Regions from separate parts of the Sus scrofa genome. Here region 1 is linked to region 2. Evidence: chromatin contacts called from public HiChIP or PLAC-seq data. All regions are on one chromosome and are shown on one strand. Each heading gives the region's core, a stretch centred on a gene start, on an enhancer-like site or on the middle of the called end of the contact. The rest is flanking DNA. Distances are from core to core; before and after follow the strand shown.

Region 1 (6,754 bases), core at 3,848-6,347, 800 kb before region 2:
CAGAACACCAATGTCTTAATGTGCTGGAGCTGCTGTAACAATACCACAGACTAGGTCACTTATAAATAATAGAAATGTAATTCTTATCGTTCTGGAGACTGGATGTCTAAGATCAAGGTGCTGTCAGATTCAGTGTCTGGTAAGAGCCCACTTCCTAATTCATTGATGGCTATTTTCTCACCTTATGGAAGAGACAATGGGGTCTCTTTTATAGAGGCACTAAGCCCATTCATGAGGGCTCCACACTTAGGACCAAACCACTTCCCAATGACCCTACCTCCAAACACTCTTACACTGGAGATTAAATTTCAACATATGAATTTGGGGAGAACAGAAACATTCAGCCTATAGTAACCAGCCTGATTTGAAGATTCATAGTCTCTGCCCATGTTGGTAAACCCAGGAGGACAAGGCAGCAGGGTGTCCCCACCCTAGGGACACTCGCCTTCATCTTGATTGTTTTTCCTCTCAATCTCCAACCCTGGAAACGCCAGTAAGATGAAGAAATGAAAGAATCAGAGTTCCTGGTAACTATTGTTGGATGTATTTCAGGCATGAAAACTAGCTAAATTAGGAGACACTTAGAAGGGACAATAAAGACATTACTGGTTACATGGTATTATGAAATTTGGGAAACAACGTAGGACAGTAGGTAAAACAAGGATGGGGTGTTAGGCATGAAAAACTGTATATTAGAGAATATATTTAGATCTCGAGAGCGTTTGGGGAGAAAATACGGGGTTTCTCTGATAAAGAGTTCTGAAAATCAGGTTTCAAGTCAGGAGCAAACAAGAGTTCAACAGAGGAAAAAAAAATTAGAAGCTGAACTAGGAGATTTTTTTTTGGCGCCTATTTGATGCAGGAGTCTAAGCACCACCCTTTCCTTTCTGCTTGAAAACATGGGCGGGGCTTCGGGTCTGGAAACTCCCTGAGGCGGTAGAGCTGGCCTGAGCAGTTCCCAAACAGGTCCGAACCACCACTATATAAACGCGACACTGCAACAGTACAGCATACTTGCTAAGGCAATAGACATGTCTGGTCGTGGCAAGGGCGGGAAAGGTCTGGGGAAAGGAGGCGCTAAGCGCCACCGCAAGGTGCTGCGGGACAACATCCAGGGCATCACCAAGCCTGCCATCCGGCGCCTGGCCCGGCGCGGCGGCGTCAAGCGCATCTCCGGTCTCATCTACGAGGAGACCCGCGGGGTGCTGAAGGTGTTCCTGGAGAACGTGATCCGGGACGCCGTCACCTACACCGAGCACGCCAAGCGCAAGACCGTCACCGCCATGGACGTGGTCTACGCGCTCAAGCGCCAGGGCCGCACCCTCTACGGCTTCGGCGGCTAGAGGTACCTCAAGCAAGTACTCTTACTCAAAAGGCCCTTCTTAGGGCCACCCACCAAATCTATTGAAGAGCCATACACAACATGCACTTAAGGTTTTTTTTCTTTTGGACCACTTAACTGTGGAGTCTGGCTTAGGGCAACTATAGCGTCGAAAATGGGGTATTTAAACCGAGCTTTGTCACTTAACCCATACCCCATCAGCAACCACACCTATCGTTATCAGTTTGATCGTAATCCGTACATTAACTCTGCACAGACATTAAGTGTAGCCTGGGCTTATTGGCCATTTCAACTGCCCGCACAGCAACATCTAGGGCAAAGTGGTTACACTACGTTAGAGCTGGCAGTGCGTAGTACAATCAAACCCTTTTACAGAAGAAGTTGGCCAGCTCTCGTTTTAATAAAGTGTTTAAGCACGCTGAAGCTTAATAACCCTGGCATAGGACTTGGCTAGATTTCAACTTCAATGCCTTTTTCATACACCAGTTCCCTTTCATGTTATTTAGTAAACTTTTTGTCAAGGATCCAATTATGACGCCGTATTTAAAGTAGCAGAAAGCACTTTAAGAATGTTGATGCATCCTGCAGGCTTTTTTTAAAGCCAATAAAATTTTATCTTTTTTTTTTTTTTTTTTTTGTCTTTTTTGCTATCTCTTGGGCCGCTCCCGCGGCATATGGAGGTTCCCAGGCTAGGGGTCCAATCGGAGCTGAGCCACCGGCCTACGCCAGAGCCACAGCAACGCGGGATCCGAGCCGCTCACAGCTCACGGCAACGCCGGATCGTTAACCCACTGAGCAAGGGCAGGGAGCGAACCCGCAACCTCATGGTTCTTAGTCGGATTCGTTAACCACTGCGCCACGACGGGAACTCCTAAAATTTTATTCTGTACAATAAACCCAATGGCCAAATCAGAAGCGCGAAAATGCTTCCTTAAAGAATAAACCCAGATCCAAATCTGTGGGCGGGAAATGGTGGAAAGGTGGGGCAAGTGGAAAGGGCGGGGCAGGGGAGGGAGGCTGCGCCCTATTGTCCAATCAAGACTCGAGGGTCACTATATATATTGAGAAGCCAGCCTCCTCTGCGATTAAGCAAGTGGCGCGACTCAGCCATGGCTCGTACCAAGCAGACCGCTCGCAAGTCCACCGGCGGCAAGGCGCCGCGCAAGCAGCTGGCCACCAAGGCGGCCCGCAAGAGCGCGCCCGCCACCGGCGGCGTGAAGAAGCCGCACCGCTACCGGCCCGGCACGGTGGCCCTGCGCGAGATCCGGCGCTACCAGAAGTCCACGGAGCTGCTGATCCGCAAGCTGCCGTTCCAGCGGCTGGTGCGCGAGATCGCGCAGGACTTCAAGACGGACCTGCGCTTCCAGAGCTCGGCCGTGATGGCGCTGCAGGAGGCGTGCGAGGCCTACCTGGTGGGGCTCTTCGAGGACACCAACCTGTGCGCCATCCACGCCAAGCGCGTCACCATCATGCCCAAGGACATCCAGCTGGCTCGCCGCATCCGCGGGGAAAGAGCTTAAATCTCCTGGCATCTTCCTTCATCTAATACCCTACCCCAAAGGCTCTTTTCAGAGCCCCTCAATTCTCACCAAAAAGGAGCTGTGGGTTCTAGATGATATATGTCGTGCCAAAAATATCAAGGTTCTTGGAAGACAGCTATTGTGGGCTCCAACTTGTTCGGAGGTTATGTTGCAGACTGCAAGTGGCTGGCACTTTGTTCTTAGGTTAGCCTATTGCTGTTAACGGGAAGGCGGAGAAACCCTTTTTAGAAACTAAACAGTTATGGGAGTTATGGAAAGAACTGTTGCCCCATTCTTTGTTATTACTGCCTAACGTGAATAACTTTGGAAACAAGTGCAGCTTCCCCTCGCCCCCCAAGTACTGTGCTGTGACTACAGATAGTGCTCCATGTCTTCCTGTTGTAGAAAGAAATAAGGTTGAGGTTCAAGCCTTACAGCTGCCAATTGCTTTTACCTGTATAACCTTTACCAAGTTACACAGCCTCCTTCTGGGACTCCTTTGTACAGCTGTAAAATGTGGCAAACGGATTAAAGTTTGTAGAGAGTGCTAAGGTTAGTTCCTGGCACTTTAGTTAAATACTCAACAAATATTGGCCTCTCCTACCACTAAAGCATGGACCTCGCCACCCCTCAAACCCCCTTACAAAATATTCTGAAGGTTTGGGGATTAAAAATGGGAAATGCTTAGTTGGAACATTTTCTTGTTAAAATCTCCCTTTCTTTAGTTATTGATTTGCATAATTCTGAACGATGCAAGCAAGCCTGAAGCAGCATAACGTGTCTGTGAGGAGTTACAAAACACAACAATAGTAAATAGGTTTAGGGGGCAAAATATAGTCTGTCACATTAAAAAAAAATTTAAAATGGAAAAAATTGGCTGGAGGGCCATGCAAAAACAGATGACTGTCCAGATTTTACTAGAGTAGGCTGTAATTTCAATTCCAGGAGCTCCTGGGGTTGAAGTGTGTTGGTTCTCCGTTTTTCAAAGGGAAGAACCAACTGCTGGTTGCATTAGGTATCCTAAACATCACAACCAAGCTCAAAATCCTGTCCATATCTCGCACCTCTCCTCAGTAAATAGAAAAATTCACTGTCCCTTCAAACTTTTGGTCATTGCCTCAGTTTTCTTGAATGTTAATGTTTTCCTAATTTCTTCTAAACTTCTATAACCTCCAGTCCCTTAATGCTCAACCCATACTTCTCATAGTAGGCAATTATTTCACTGAAGCATATAGGTCTATCTTAAATACATAAAAATTCCCACACTGATGTCCTACAAAAGAGAATGTTCCTGACCATGGAAATTTGTTAAATGTAGATGGAGTTAAGGAGTTTGAGTGAGAGCACTGGGAAAAGCGCCTTGAAAGATAGACAAAATCCCATGCCATCTAAAACAGTTTGAGGTTTTGAGGGCTCCTGGAAACCCTTGAATAATTTTTATCAGGTATCAGAGTTTTTTTTAAAAATACATTATCTAGGCTAAGCAATTTTTGTTCATACTTTAATGGATTTGCCAAGGAGAAAAGGCATCTCAGTCAAAAACATACTAAATTTGTTTGAATTTGAATGCAGTTCATTCCATCCTGAAGCCAAAGCAAATTCTATTCCTCCTGGAAGAAGTCACTCTGGCAACAGTACTATTACGTCTCTGAAGACATGGGCATGTGGAAACTCCTTGAGAGGCAAAACCGGTTTTTAAAGAAAGATGTATATGGTTAATTTGGGGCTGTATGTAACCAGCCACCCTGCGCCTGTGTTACTTCCTGCAGTTGGAAACCAAGTTTATGGCAAAACCAAGGAACCTAGTGTCTTTCCTACTGCAAGAATCAAAGGCCGAATTTAGGGACAAATCCTTTTTAAAAACATTCGCTTGATACTTATTAGGAATTTACTGTAACATCCAACTAACTAGCTCGATGCCTTGAGCCCGGTGGATTCCTATGAAAAGCTGAAGGGATTTTTTAAAATATCTTTCATCAGTTGCGCGTAATTCATTAAAACACAAACAAGTATGTGAACCTGGAGGCTATTTTCCTCCTTTGGAGTTTCAAAGGATAAAATTCTGTACGATTTTTTTTAGCATTTAATCAAATTTGGGGGACTAACAAACACAGTTTGGAAGTCCAACCACGAGAGGCGGCTGCCCTAGGGCGGTGGATTGGACGCTCCACCAATCACAGGGCAGCACCGGCTTATATAAGCCCCAGGCCCCAGCAAGGCAGCATTGCAAAACTTGCTCTTCGGATCTTGAATCCTACTTCCTCTGGCAGTTTCTCCCATCGCCATGTCGGAAACCGCTCCTGCTGAGACGGCTGCCCCGGCGCCGGTGGAGAAATCCCCTGCTAAGAAGAAGGCAACAAAGAAGCCTGCGAGCGGAGGGGCGGCCAAGCGGAAGGCAACTGGCCCCCCAGTTTCTGAGCTGATCACTAAGGCCGTGGCCGCCTCCAAAGAGCGCAATGGCCTCTCTTTGGCTGCGCTCAAGAAGGCGCTGGCAGCGGGAGGCTACGATGTGGAGAAGAACAACAGCCGCATCAAGCTGGGTCTCAAGAGCCTGGTGAGCAAGGGCACCCTGGTGCAGACCAAGGGCACCGGTGCTTCTGGCTCCTTTAAGCTCAATAAGAAGGCAGCCACTGGGGAAGCCAAGCCCAAAACGAAGAAGGCTGGGGCCGCTAAGGCAAAGAAGCCTGCCGGGTCCACCCCTAAGAAGCCAAAGAAGGCTGCGGGGGCCAAGAAAGCTGTGAAGAAGACGCCCAAGAAGGCCAAGAAACCCGCGGCTGCTGGCGTCAAAAAGGTGGCCAAGAGCCCTAAGAAGGCGAAGGCCGCCGCCAAGCCGAAAAAGGCTGCCAAGAGCCCCGCTAAGCCCAAGGCTGTGAAGCCTAAGGCCGCCAAGCCCAAAGCCGCAAAGCCTAAGGCAGCAAAACCCAAAGCTGCAAAGGCCAAGAAGGCGGCTCCCAAGAAGAAGTAGGAAGTTGGCGCTCGAGGTAGCAAACCCCCAAAGGCTCTTTTCAGAGCCACCCAGAGACCTCTGAAAACAGCTGTGCACTAAATATCAACTGTCCTCTTATATTCTTACTTTGGTTCAGGCATTCAACTTTCTTCCTCCGAGAAAGTTTACAAAATACGAAGGATGTAATAACATGGCTGAAACTTTAAAAAGCCCGCGCCGTGTTCTGATAGGTCCCTGATTCAAAAAACAATAACTACGCCCACACCCGCCACTTCGGGCGCCGCCGCGCGAGATCTGATCCGTATGAGTGTCCTAAAAGCCAAAGGTCACACGAACGCGGGATCCTTAAGCCCCAAGCTCAAAAACCGGGGTGCACCAGGGATCCAACCCAACACGCATCTCTCGTGTGTACTATTTGTTTTTGGGTTCGTTGAGCCACAAGGGGGAGGGAGAAGTTCCCGATTTTAAGATGGCTCTTGGCTCAACTTCCGCAAACCACCGGTAACAGTGACAATTGGATTGACACGAGCCAGCTCTTCCACAGAAAAAGTAGGTGGCTCTGAAAAGAGCCTTTGGTTTAGAAGGCTTTGCTACGGAAACCTTACTTGCCCTTGGCCTTGTGGTGGCTCTCGGTCTTCTTGGGCAGCAGCACCGCCTGGATGTTGGGCAGGACGCCGCCCTGAGCGATGGTGACTTTGCCCAGCAGCTTGTTGAGCTCCTCGTCGTTGCGGATGGCCAGCTGCAAGTGGCGCGGGATGATGCGCGTCTTCTTGTTATCGCGAGCCGCGTTGCCCGCCAGCTCCAGGATCTCGGCCGTCAGGTACTCCAGCACCGCCGCCAAGTACACCGGCGCCCCAGCTCCAACCCGCTCGGCATAGTTGCCCTTGCGGAGCAGGCGGTGCACTCGGCCCACCGGGAACTGGAGCCCGGCTCGCGAGGAGCGGG
Region 2 (6,538 bases), core at 3,484-5,983:
CCAGGCTAGGGGTCAAATCAGAGCTGCAGCTGCTGTGCTATGCCACAGACCTGATCTGAGCCATGTCTGCAACCTACAGCTCATGGCAACACCAGATCCTTAACCCACTGCATGAGGCCGGGATTGAACCCGCATCCTCATGGATGCTAGTCAGATTCGTTACCACTGAGCCACAGTGGGAACTCCACTGTAAGCTTTCTTGATGATCTTCCAAAACTGAGGGCTCCTGGAGGTCAAGGACCTTTCTCTTTGTATCCCCAGTGTCTGTGTGAGTGACTAGCCCAGAGATATTCAATGACTATCTCTTAAATAAATTGATTTATAAATAAATACTCTATTAATAAATAAAAGAGTATTTATAATAAATACTAATAAATACCAAAAAACCCCCTATTGCCATGGTACAATTTATTATGGCATTTGAACACACATCAAGAATCCTCATAAATCTTAATGATGGAATCTGATGAAGGTAAACTCAAAACAGAAAATCACAAAATGATTTCATGTGTGACTAGTAGAGATTAAAAAAAAAAATCCATGCAATATATTAAACCTTATCCAGCCATTGTTTAAGGTAATAATAAACATGACCAAATAACATTTGGCCTAGGATTGGAAGTACGAATTAACATGTAAGAATTTACATATACTTCATTGTAACAAGTTAAAGGAGAAAAAGATAAGCTTTCATCAGAGGCCCCAAATTGGTAAATCATTCTTAATAAAAACATTTAACATAGAATTAAAAGGAAACGACATCACACAATAAAGACTACGCACACACACACAAAGTGTTATTATAAATCATGAACTATCAAAGCTATTTGCACATAAAAGAGGAAAAAGATGGTGACACCTACTATCAGGTCTAATACGGAACAGTCTGTGATTTTATCTGACATAATAACATGATAAAAGAGGTTAAGAAAAATAGTTATTGCTGAGGATATCAAACTTTTTTATTTGCTAATGATCGTGTAATATGCAATGAAAATCATGGCAGCCCATTAAATATTGATTAGCATTAATAGAATTTAGTAATTAGCTAGATACAAAAAACATGTAAATAATCACTCAGTTATCTTCACTCCCACCCCCCCACCCCACCCCCGCCAATTTCATAGTGCTTCAGCCTGATACGATGTGTTCACATAGATTAGAAGTTACAACCACATGAAAAGCAGCATTACCTTTGTTGTAAGGACATATAGGGCTAGGTTCAGTGTTACACAGTAACCCCTTATGTTGTATCATTTTTCACTCATTTATTTCTTTTCTTTTCTGTTTTTTAGGGCTGCACCTGTGGCATATGGAAGTTCCCAGGCTAGGGGTTGAATCGGAGCTGCAGCTACAGCTGCCGGCGTACACCACAGCCACAGCAACTTGGGATCCAAGCTGTGTATGTGACCTACACTGCAGCTCACAGCAACACAGGATCCCATTGTGCCAAGTCAGGAATCAAACCCACATCCTTATGGATACGACTCAGATTCATTTCCACTGTACCACAACAGGAACTTCCTCATTTATTTCTAATTATATTTTTCACTCATTTATTTCAAATTATATGAAATAATCCATTAATTCTAAGAAGTTATCAGCCACAATCTTTAAATCTCACCTTTACATCATTTTCAGTTTGTCCTGTTACTATGACTAGATGCATGCCAGAAAATTTTATTAACTCCAGGTCCTTTTTTTTTTTTTTTTTTTTTTTTTTGCACAGGTGGGAGGCATGTGGAAAATCCTGGGCCAGGGAGTGAACCCGCACCACAGCAGTGACTAGAACTGCTGCTGCAATAATGCTGGATCCTTAACCTGCTAGGCCACAAGATTACTCCAATTCCAGATATCTTAAATTCACTTATACATTCTTCTCTCTGAATTTTGGATAAAAAATGATATATGTAATTAATTAATTATAATGGAATCAAAATAAAAAACTTACTGGGTGATTTTAATTAATTACATATATCATGTTATAGAATAATATTTGTCTTCTATACTCATATATAGAAAACAAAAATTCTAGAAATAAATGTATCTATATTTCTAGAATTTTTTTCAAATCTGTGTGATTATTCTTTGTAGTCTTACATATTTTACAGTTTTTTTAAAGATATTAAATTTAGTCACTTGAAATCTATTATCTGTTAATTCGTGCTTTTTTTTGCATTGTCTATTGCTCTTGTTCCTGTTGTCTTGTTTCATGGTATGTTTGGTTAATTTTGGTTGTGTAGCTGCTCATTCATTTTCTTGGATATTTATCTACGGAGATTTATTGGGGCCTAGAAGGAAGTTTATTCTTCCAGGGAGGATTTGCATTTGCTTTTATCAGGTGCTCAAGGGCATCAAACCAGTTTGGAATATCCCTAAAATAAATTCCCACCCTGGTTGTTTTTTTCTTTTGTCTTTTTGCCTTTTCTAGGGCTGCTTCTGCAGCATATGGAGATTCCCAGGCTAGGGGTCTAATCAGAACTGTAGCCATCGGCCTACACCACAGCCACAGCAACAAGGATCTGAGTCGTGTCTGTGACCTACACCACAGCTCACGGCAACGCCGGATCCTTAACCCACTGAGCAAGGCCAGGGATTGAACCCGAAACCTCATAGTTCCTAGTTGGATTCTTTAACCACTGCGCCACAGTAGGAACTCTGCACCCTGGGTGTTTTGAATCCTCGCAGTATTAATGATGAAATGAGTAAGAGCGAAGGCTGGCTTATAGTCCAAATTCTCAGCAGTAGCATCCGCTTGCCAGGCAACAAGGCTCAGGGCCAACTTTGCAATCATCAATGATGAGTTGTATGTGTGCATGTTTATTACTAGTTTATTCTGGTCTGGTGTCTCAGCTTCACTGGAAAAGAGTTCTTATCAGGCTCCCCACCAGGGCCAGTCTTCACATAACACCATAAAAAACACAGCTTAGGTTTGGGTGACGCCAGCTGAGGCGCTTGTGGTTTCAACATGGACCAAACCCCTGGGTCTGAGAGTTCCTTACTTTTGTAGTGGCTCTTTGTTGTTTTTATAATTTTAAAAAATACGTTTCTAAATTTTAATTGTCCATCCAAGTACCCAGATTGCCTTATTATGGAAAATCTATCCCCATGATCCATGAATCTCTCTGTTTGGGAGATGTGAGAACCCTAGAGTTTCTAAATTCATTCTTCTCTCAGCCTACAATACCACTGCCTACCATTGAGATTTTCCATCTCAATCAGCACTTCACTCCCAGTCCAGCCTCATCTACTTTGCAATTTTCTTGGCCACCTCTGATTATCGATTCCTTTCCTTCCTGCCACAGGCTCCCCCGCCCCCACTTCCTTTCAGAGGTTTTATCTTCCCCAGCAATGAAAACACTTAAGGCTATCCGACTTAGTGCAGCAAAAGCCAACTGCTGCCAGAAGGGGCTGCCTGCCCTTCCCTTTCTACTTCCTCTCTACCCTTGATGCTCGGGGACATTCGGTAAAGCGGTAAGGGTGCTGAAAAGGGGGCTTAAGCCCTGATTCCGACACATTAACCGATTGAGAGTTTGGGCTTCTCTCTTTTGACCCAGAGAATATTAAAGCTGAATGCTGCCCCGCCCCCAGGACTAAGAATTAATTAGGACTTTCTGGGAAAGAAGATAGAGTAGCTGAGAGGATTTCAAGGGATTTCAAAGACGGCTTCCCTTTCCTTTTCCCTTCCGTCGGATCCTTTAGGATAGTTTGGGCTTCTCCTTTACCTCCCCTGCCGCTGCTCAGAACCTCAAGCAGAACTGCACCAATTACAAAGCAAGCAAACCAGTAAAGCCTTTGCAATATATCTGTGAAAACTCACATTGTCTTCAGCCTTTTTTCAGATATGTCTACATGGCTTGAAAAAGAAAAAAGAAAAATAGAATAGAAAAAGTGCAGAATGAAGTTGTCAGAGCATGCTGTTTCCTGCTCTGGGTAATCTGTCATCCGCAAGTTCTGGAACAACGCCAGGATCAACTTGGAGACCTACACACGGAAAGGAAAGGTGTACCCTTGAAATGGCATTTTGAGTGCAAACTAACATTTAGTTAGGTGACATTAAATAATTCATCGGTACTTGCCCACAGTGAACCCGCAACCTATGGCACATAGTTATTGCGTAGGTTCTTCATAAGTATTTCCTAAGTAGCTGTTATTGGAGCACTAAAGCATGGCAACGAAACTTTAAATTTGGGGGAACTCAAAAAGTAGTCTTTGGAATTAAACAATTACAACTCATTTGCTGAGAGCATGCGTGGCTCTTAAAAGAGCCTTTGGGGTTAACAGTAAAGATGCTTACTTGGCAAATTTATTTGGAGCTGGTGTACTTGGTGACGGCCTTAGTGCCCTCGGACACGGCGTGCTTGGCCAGCTCCCCGGGCAGCAGCAGCCGCACGGCCGTCTGGATCTCCCGGGACGTGATGGTCGAGCGCTTGTTGTAATGCGCCAGCCGCGAGGCCTCACCCGCGATGCGCTCGAAGATGTCGTTGACAAAGGAGTTCATGATGCCCATGGCTTTGGACGAGATGCCAGTGTCCGGGTGGACCTGCTTCAGCACCTTGTACACGTACACGGAGTAGCTCTCCTTGCGGCTGCGCTTGCGCTTCTTGCCATCCTTCTTCTGCGCCTTAGTCACCGCTTTCTTGGACCCCTTCTTCGGGGCGGGAGCAGATTTGGTGGGTTCAGGCATAGCAGCGTTAAAAGTTAGAACTGCAAGGCTAACACCTGGGAAAATAGTCAGTCAGGGTGAGGCCACATTTATTTATAGATGCGGTATTCAAATGAGGTTAGTAAGGTTTCGCTCACGATTGGATTAATTTTATTGTGGCGTCACAAACACGAATGTAAATGAAACTTGCAGGTCTACGTTTCCATTGGCTGTTAACTTACTTTGCTTCGACCCAATCAGAGGGCTTGGACTAGGCTACTCACAGCTAGTATAAATAGTTTTTTCAAGTAGTTGCACTCTGTATTTCACCGCTAAGAGAAGGCTGCTTAGCCTAGAACGGGTTAGTTTTAATAACTCGGTGCATTGGGTTTGCACGCAACTAGCAGCCATCTAAGTGTCCTGCTGATGAAGTTGGTGGGCAAACGCCTTATCCTGCGCCTGGGACAGCTAATAATTTGCAGCCACCACATACATCAACTTGAAGGTGAGCTGGGTCACCTTCAAGTTCACGTTCGTTAACCTTAACATTTGTGCAATGGATACTTAGAAGATAGCGCTAGGGCAACACGAACGGAATCAGTCCTGACTCCCAAACGTGTGCAAGATGTGGGCCTTCTACCCAACCAAACTCGGGACAGACAAAATACCCGGCCCGCTACACCTCCCACAGGTTTTAAATGAATCGCTATGAAGACCCACCTCCCGTCCCCGGAGGCCCGCCCTTTAACTCGCAGCCTTTTCCTCCCAGCCACGCCCCCTTAAGAGTGTGCAACAGCTCTTTTCCGGAGATCTGTGGGTGGCTCTGAAAAGAGCCTTTGGGTTGTGTAGAGCTTGTAAGCCGTTGGCCAAAGGGACTTCCTATTTCTTCTTGGCTGCCGCCTTCTTTGGCTTGGCTGCCTTGGGCTTGGCGGTCTTTGGTTTAGCCGCCTTAGGTTTCACCGCTTTGGCCTTCGCTGGGCTCTTGGGCGCCTTCTTAGGCTTGGCGGCTCTCGCTTTTTTGGGGCTCTTTGCTTTTTTGGCTCCTGCAGCCGCGGCAGGCTTCTTCGCCTTCTTTGGAGTCTTTTTGGCGCTCTTCTTCGGGGTGGCCGTCCCCGTCGCCTTCTTGGGCTTCTTAGCCGCTCCCGCGGGCTTTTTGGGCTTAGCCGCGCCCGTTTTCTTGGCTTTGGGTTTCGCTTCCCCGGTGGCCGCCTTCTTGTTGAGCTTGAAAGAGCCGGAGGCGCCAGTGCCCTTGGTTTGCACCAGGGTGCCCTTGCTCACCAAACTCTTCAGACCCAACTTGATACGGCTGTTGTTCTTCTCCACATCGTAGCCAGCGGCCGCCAGCGCCTTTTTGAGCGCAGCCAAGGACACGCCGCTGCGCTCCTTGGAGGCGGCGACAGCCTTAGTGATGAGCTCGGACACGGGAGGTCCAGACGCCTTGCGCTTCGCAGCACCTGCAGACTTGCGGGCCTTCTTTTTCACTGGCGTCTTCTCCGCAGGGGCCGGAGCAGCCGGCGCGGCAGGCGCAGTCTCGGACATGTTGAAGGCGGGCGTGGGAGAGCAATTCGAGCCGGAAACAGAGGCACTGGCCGGGACTCGGGCCGCGCCGCTGCGCCCGCCCGTTTATATAGGGCGGAGCTGCGCCGTGATTGGTGCGCTGTCCAGCCCGCCTCGCTGGCAGCCGCAGAGTGTCCTCTCGGATCCCGAGTTGTGTTTGTTACACCTCAAAAAATGCCAAAAATATCAAAATTCTCTCGACCGAATTGCCCAATTTTTCTCAGAAAATGATCCCCGAAGCCTCAGGCTTCACGCAAGTCTCAAATTATGAGGAAAGCACAAAACCTTATGCCAAAACCCAGCAATATTTCCCACCGTGCTCGTCAAATTTCAACT

What was found. HiChIP or PLAC-seq counts read pairs in DNA pulled down with a chosen protein or histone mark.
Region 1: an H3K27ac HiChIP or PLAC-seq map of alveolar macrophages shows a contact between it and region 2. The contact joins the promoter of LOC110261661 here to the promoter of HIST1H2BD in region 2. A contact is called at or near these places in 1 of 5 promoter capture datasets (fetal skeletal muscle), 3 of 47 Hi-C or Micro-C datasets (heart right ventricle, retroperitoneal adipose tissue and subcutaneous adipose tissue) and 2 of 2 datasets of contacts at active chromatin or transcription factors (alveolar macrophages and skeletal muscle).

What each region holds. Positions count from the first base shown.
Region 1 is chr7:21,620,989-21,627,742 of Sscrofa11.1, reverse strand. It overlaps LOC110261661 (histone H1.5), which reads left to right and starts at 5,097. Exons shown (of 1, transcript XM_021099835.1): 1 at 5,097-5,880. The coding sequence starts at 5,147. The coding sequence ends at 5,827. LOC100525821 reads left to right here and starts at 1,005. Exons shown (of 4, transcript XM_021099852.1): 1 at 1,005-1,345; 2 at 2,409-2,780. The coding sequence starts at 1,032. It also overlaps the pseudogene LOC100511884.
Region 2 is chr7:20,819,285-20,825,822 of Sscrofa11.1, reverse strand. HIST1H2BD (histone cluster 1, H2bd) reads right to left here and starts at 4,733. Exons shown (of 2, transcript NM_001243656.1): 1 at 4,298-4,733. The coding sequence starts at 4,687. The coding sequence ends at 4,307.